2 separate regions of the Zea mays genome follow, and region 1 is linked to region 2. The links are chromatin contacts, called in public Hi-C maps. All regions are on one chromosome and are shown on one strand. Each heading gives the region's core, a stretch centred on a gene start, on an enhancer-like site or on the middle of the called end of the contact. The rest is flanking DNA. Distances are from core to core; before and after follow the strand shown. Region 1 holds the start of LOC100275291. Region 2 holds the start of LOC542672 (barley mlo defense gene homolog 1).

Region 1 (2,842 bases), core at 327-2,826, 220 kb before region 2:
TCTGGAACTTACGGGTTCCACGGATCGGACCCTTCTCCTTGGATCTGCACTGCATGCATGCATGCATATATAATGATCTGCATGCCTTCTGATCTTGGGGGGTTAATTAATTTACACATGTTGGCTAAGCTTTAAGTACCCTGGAATCCTGGATTCGGTCAGAGATCGAGAGAGCCATCTGAAAGAGAGATCATTCAGTCCAGTCGTCGCTGTACGTATACATGTGTGCCTGCACTCTGCAGTGCAATCATCCGCGGTTAAGGTACTAGTTACTTACTGCTAGTATGTATATATAGCTCCCTCCCCTAATCGTTGTCATCATCGTCATCATCATGCTGCTGTTGATAGTTCATAGCAGTGCTAGCTAGCAGCTACTATCATCCATCGTGTGACAATTTTGCCCCAAGAAAACATCTTTAATTATGCATGGCTCATAGCCTTTTGGTGCTCCCGAGGCAAAAGGAGAAATCTGCGACCAGCTTTTATTTGCATGATAGAGGCTGATCCTCCCCCCCTGCTTTTCATCTAAATTCAAAGGCCAAATCCTTGAAGCCACGAACTAATCACAGGCGCCATCAACCAGTGATCCATTTTATTACTCTTCGGTGAGAGCATATATGCAGGGAGCTTAGTACTGGCTATAGCTAGCTCCCTGCGCGCAGTAGGAATTTCCACAGGTATAGCTAGCGAAGTAGCAAGCCATGCAGGCACTGGTATTATAGAAACGCACACGCAATTCAATTCACTTCCACAGGTATCTCGTACTGTCGTACACATGAGCAATGCATGCATGATGCATGAGACGGCTGGCCGGTGTCCATGACAAGATTGAGCCCTTTCTTGGCTGTTCTGATTGGACACATGCTTTGTTTCCTGTTGACATATACTCCACTCCACTCCTGTAATTAAAGCTAGGTCTAGCTCGTCTCTCAGATTTCCCTTCATTAGCAAGGCGTTCGCCTGCATGCATGCATGTTGCATGCAGTCAGGTGTCATCGTGCATGGTTTTATCACTTTCAGTTGCTGGAGCTGAACGGTTAGCGATAATGCTAAGAGCGCGAGCTTGGTTGGAGAAGCAAGCAAGAACAGTGCACTGAGGTGGATGGATGGATGGATGGATGAATGAATTCAAGTTGTTGGTGTCTGTCTACAGGTAGCATAGCAACGCATGCAGCAGTAGTGGCAAGGTGAGGCCAGAGGAGGAGAGGATGGGGGTGGGGATGGGGGAGGAGGACAAGTCAGGTGCATGTCAGAGGCAGTCCTGGCGGGAAGCTCGGCATGCCCTGCTGCTGGCTGTCTTCATCTCCGCTCGGGTCAACAGCTGTGCCCCAATCTCATAATTATCCCCTCCTACGCCAGGCATATGCTCTGACCGCATCTGAAACACCCCATTTGTCTCCAACCTTTTGTCTCTTGCATTGCTCGCCGCTGCAGTGCTGCACTGCACACACACACTCTCTCTCTCTCTCTCTGGCCTAGGAGGAGACGGAGTACACAGCAAAATTTAACACTTCTCACTGCTAGCTCGCCCATTCTCATTCGTTCTCTCTCTACGCTGTCCCCTCCTCTCTCTCTCTCTCTCTCTCCAGCGGCAAAAGTGTTGCACTGCAGCACTGCTAGCTAGGAGTATACTATGAGCTTGCTAGCTAGCCTGGCTGATGGATGGTCACTACTCATGTGCATAAACGTGCATGTGAAGTGGCTGGGCATCCAACCAAATATATAAGCTACTGGCAACCGGCTGCCGGCTGCTGGCAGGTCGTTCTTCGTGTTGTATGTAGCTTGAGGCTGAGGCCGGGAGATGACCATGGTGAGAACGACGATGGTCGGCGCCAGGGAGAGGAGCGGGGGAGTGAGGCAGTACAACAGGTCCAAGGTGCCTCGCCTGCGGTGGACGCCCGATCTGCACCACTGCTTCGTCCACGCCATCCACAAGCTCGGAGGCCAGGACAGTATGTGTGCTTCCTTCCTTGCGTGCATGCCTCCTGCTGCTAGCTGCTTGATTATCTTCTCTTGCATTGCTCTCTTTTCATTCCTCTCGTCTTCCTCTGGTTTGGCGCCGGATTATATTGGGCGCGTTTCTCCTCTGAACCTGCATGCTGTACGTGGTCGCAGAGGCTACGCCGAAGCGAGTCCTGCAGCTGATGGGTGTGGGAGGACTCACCATATCTCATGTCAAAAGCCATCTGCAGGTCCTCTCTCTTGGTCTTTGGATTCTGTTCTTCATTTTTCCTTCACCTATCTACAATAGCTAACTAGTATGGAGTATATATATTCCTTTTTTTATGAGAGTGCGCACTACTGACTGAATATAGTTTTATTCTTCTGAATGTGTCGAACAGATGTACAGGAACATGAGAAATGATCTTGGAATGCAAGGTACATACTACCCTAATTAAGTAGCTCAGGCACAGCTAGCTCTTCTATGTTCCCAGAAACGTTAGGGAAAACTGAAAAGAAAGCGTCAGGCTATTCGCTGCAGCTTTTTTGCAGCTCAAAAAAAAAACAGCCATTGTACAGTGCTAGCAGAGAGATATTACAGCTGCTCCTGATGCAAATAAGCTGTAATTAATATTGGCAGCCGAGTACTGTAGCTTCTTGGGTCCTCCAGTACGTACACGTACACCGGAGAGACACTGAAAATAGCTAACGATCGAGATGAGCCTTCCTCCCAAACAAATCAAGGATTTTTTTATAATAAAGTGAGTCAATGTGCATATGTTAATGACAGTCTAATTAACCAGACTCAAAAGTGATTAAGGCCAAAAAAGGGCTTCTTGATTATTTACTAAAGGATGTGTAGTCATGAAACAAAGACTCTACCTGTACACTAGCTAGGCTG
Region 2 (3,079 bases), core at 526-3,025:
CACCCTTCGCTCGAGGCCTCCGCCGCAGTCGCTGGTCTGACAGAGACAAAGCGGGCGGGGACACCCTTCGCTCCATTCGGCACTTTGACGAAGGCCTGCGACGACGTCTTCCCGCGGCGCGGCCTCGTTCAGTCCTAAGGCCCACGTGTGATCTGGCCCATTGTAACGGGCCCCGCGTGGCCGCCTCTGTGTTACGGGCCTAACTTGTAAAGGCATACTTGTAATTACAGCTTGTAACCCTGCTTTATGGGAATATTCTGGGGATAAACTAGGTGTCTGAGGGCACATGCGTCCTTAACACAAGGCGTTGGGCACTCAGATACCTATAAATACCCCCACACAGTGCCCGTGAGAGGCTAGATTAACAGAGCTCTTGCCCCCGAGCACGTAACCCTGTTGTCATCACTGTTCACCCTTGTTGGCCTCCTTGCTGCTGAGAGCAAGTTCCAACAGGGATCATTATTCGACGGTTGATGATGAGATCTTCAAATCCATTGATGATAAGAGCATTATTCGACGATTTTAATATCTCAAAAATAAAAAAGGATGCAAATGCCTCCGTCAACAAATAATTGCCTTTTAGTGCATATAGTTTCATTATTTTAATTGTATTGTGTATTGATGTATAACTTGAATTCTATGTGACACTAGTTTTTTTACATGCTTCCTTAATTTTATCATACGATCTTCTTGGACTCCCATGAATTATCGTCATGCGTCTAGGGCTGGTAATGGATCACGATCCAAATGCCTCTTCACAAAAAATTAAGGCCCTTAAATAATATTAGTTCAAAAATGAATAAAAATATGGCCCGACCCTAATCCGATTCGATCCTTAAAATTTGCAGTGTAAAGTTTATAGCCCATTACCACCTCTACATGCGTCTGACACTGATTTAAACAATGCTACTTTTTTTCTCTCTCGAACACGCAGTATACTACGCATTACTATATTAAGAAGAAAGAAAAGGAACTCGAGACGAATCTTACAAGCCATTGCGGGGCAAAAGACCATGAGAATACTCACCACACAGACTAGCTTCCATACACACCAAGCTACTAAGATTACTAAGGCGTTAAAACCTTTGCAAAAAAAAACCTTGGTATATGATGCACAGCCTGAAGCTAGCCACCAATCAGCAAAAAATGGTGTCATTACGGCCAGGAGCAACATCCTGCAGGTCTATCCTCTCTAGGACAGCAAACCACACAGTTGGCGAGAACACGCAGGACACAAGCAGATGTTGCACAGTCTCCTCTTGTTGATCACATAAAGGGCAGCTACTGGATCTAGTCTCACCATGGTTGACGCGCACAAAAGTACGTACGTGCTCAGTCGCGATGCTGGATCACTCGCCATCGCCCATCGCGTCACGTCAATTAGTTAGGCGAACTCCGTCTTTTACCCCGTCGACGTTGGCGTTTTCTCGTTATTTTTTGCCCTCCTATGTCCTATCTAGCTGTCCGCCTGCCTACGAGGCTTTGTTTGCAACAAGAAAGGCCCGTGCGCGGTGCCTGCTGCCGGCCGAGCACCCCCTGCCCCTGTAGCATCGCTCGCGTGGTCACCCAGGCCAGCCAACCACTCCGCAATCTAGCCTCGCGTCGCCCGACCGAGCCTAGCCACTCCTCCGGCCCCCCTCCGTTCTGTTGTCTGGCGTGGCCGTGGCCGGCCGGCCACGCGCTTTGACGCGGCCGCGCGCGTCACTGCCGCGCCGCGCGCCCCGATAAAACGGCCTGCAGCGCGCACTCGTTTGTTCCGCTCGCTCGCCCGCCACCGAGAGACGACACTCTACGTGTGTGCCTGCGAGAGCGAGAGCGCACCAGCAGAGCAGACAGCTTCCTCTGCGGCCTGCTGGTCGCTTCGCTTCGCTCCAGTCCAGGGCAAAGGACGGCACATGGCGGGGGGCGGGGGCGGCCGGGACCTGCCGTCGACGCCGACGTGGGCGGTGGCCCTGGTGTGCGCCGTCATCGTGCTCGTCTCCGTCGCCATGGAGCATGGCCTCCACAAGCTCGGCCACGTACGTCGCTCGCTCGTTGCCATGCATGGCGCATACGCTGATGAGCTTATGGTTTCTTTGTGTGTCTGCGTCTGACTGCTGCCTGTGTCGCCTTTCGTTGCGTGCAGTGGTTCCATACGCGGCAGAAGAAGGCCATGCGGGAGGCCCTGGAGAAGATCAAAGCAGGTGAGCTGAGAATTCAGTTGTTGCATAAACAAAGACCTTTATATAAGCAAGCTCAATAATGCTACTAGCTAGCTAGCAGTATTAGCTTCCCTCTCCTAAACAATAACAAAACGGTTTGGTTGGTTGCGTGCGTGCGTACGTGCAGAGTTGATGCTGATGGGCTTCATCTCGCTGCTCCTCGCCGTGGGGCAGACGCCCATCTCCAAGATATGCATCCCGGCCAAGGCTGGCAGCATCATGCTGCCGTGCAAGCCGCCGAAAGGCGCCGCCGCCGCCGCCGACGACGACAAGAGCGACGGCCGCCGGAGACTCCTCTGGTACCCGCCGTACCCTGGATACGATGAGCCCGGGCACCACCGCCGTTTCCTCGCCGGCGCGGCTCCGGACGACAACTACTGCAGTGACCAAGTGAGGCCGCGCCCCGGCCACCATTCCAATTGTTGCGCGACGCAGCGTGCATGGGAGGAGCCAGCTTACCATTAGGCTGCGCCACGCGTGCCCCGGTGCGATGGCGATGATGGGTGGGTGACGCTGCTTCTTTGTTTGTTTCCCGCGTGCAGGGCAAGGTGTCCCTCATCTCCTCGGCCGGCGTCCACCAGCTGCACATCTTCATCTTCGTGCTCGCGGTGTTCCATATCGTCTACAGCGTCGCCACCATGGCGCTGGGGCGTCTCAAAGTAAGCACACAGGCCCAAGCATCTTGAATTCAATGGACGACTCTCGCACGGTGTTAGAAAACACTCACCACATCTTGTCGCGCGCGTGCAGATGAGGAAATGGAAGAAATGGGAATCGGAGACCAACTCCCTGGAATACCAGTACGCAAACGGTAACTAATACTAAGAAGAAGAACGCAGCTCCCTATTGGCTCTTGATGCATGAGCAGAGTGATCGAA

What was found. A called contact is a pair of places that touch in the nucleus more often than the background predicts.
Region 1: a contact with region 2 is called in a Hi-C map of ear, with 2.4 times the contacts expected there. The contact joins the promoter of LOC100275291 here to the promoter of LOC542672 in region 2. A contact is called at or near these places in 5 of 25 Hi-C or Micro-C datasets (ear, leaf and tassel).

Annotation. Positions count from the first base shown.
Region 1 is chr1:6,481,315-6,484,156 of Zm-B73-REFERENCE-NAM-5.0, reverse strand. LOC100275291 reads left to right here and starts at 1,576. Exons shown (of 6, transcript NM_001149410.1): 1 at 1,576-1,952; 2 at 2,116-2,192; 3 at 2,343-2,379. The coding sequence starts at 1,802.
Region 2 is chr1:6,265,630-6,268,708 of Zm-B73-REFERENCE-NAM-5.0, reverse strand. LOC542672 (barley mlo defense gene homolog 1) reads left to right here and starts at 1,775. Exons shown (of 12, transcript NM_001112190.3): 1 at 1,775-2,018; 2 at 2,126-2,183; 3 at 2,329-2,591; 4 at 2,744-2,860; 5 at 2,952-3,012. The coding sequence starts at 1,896.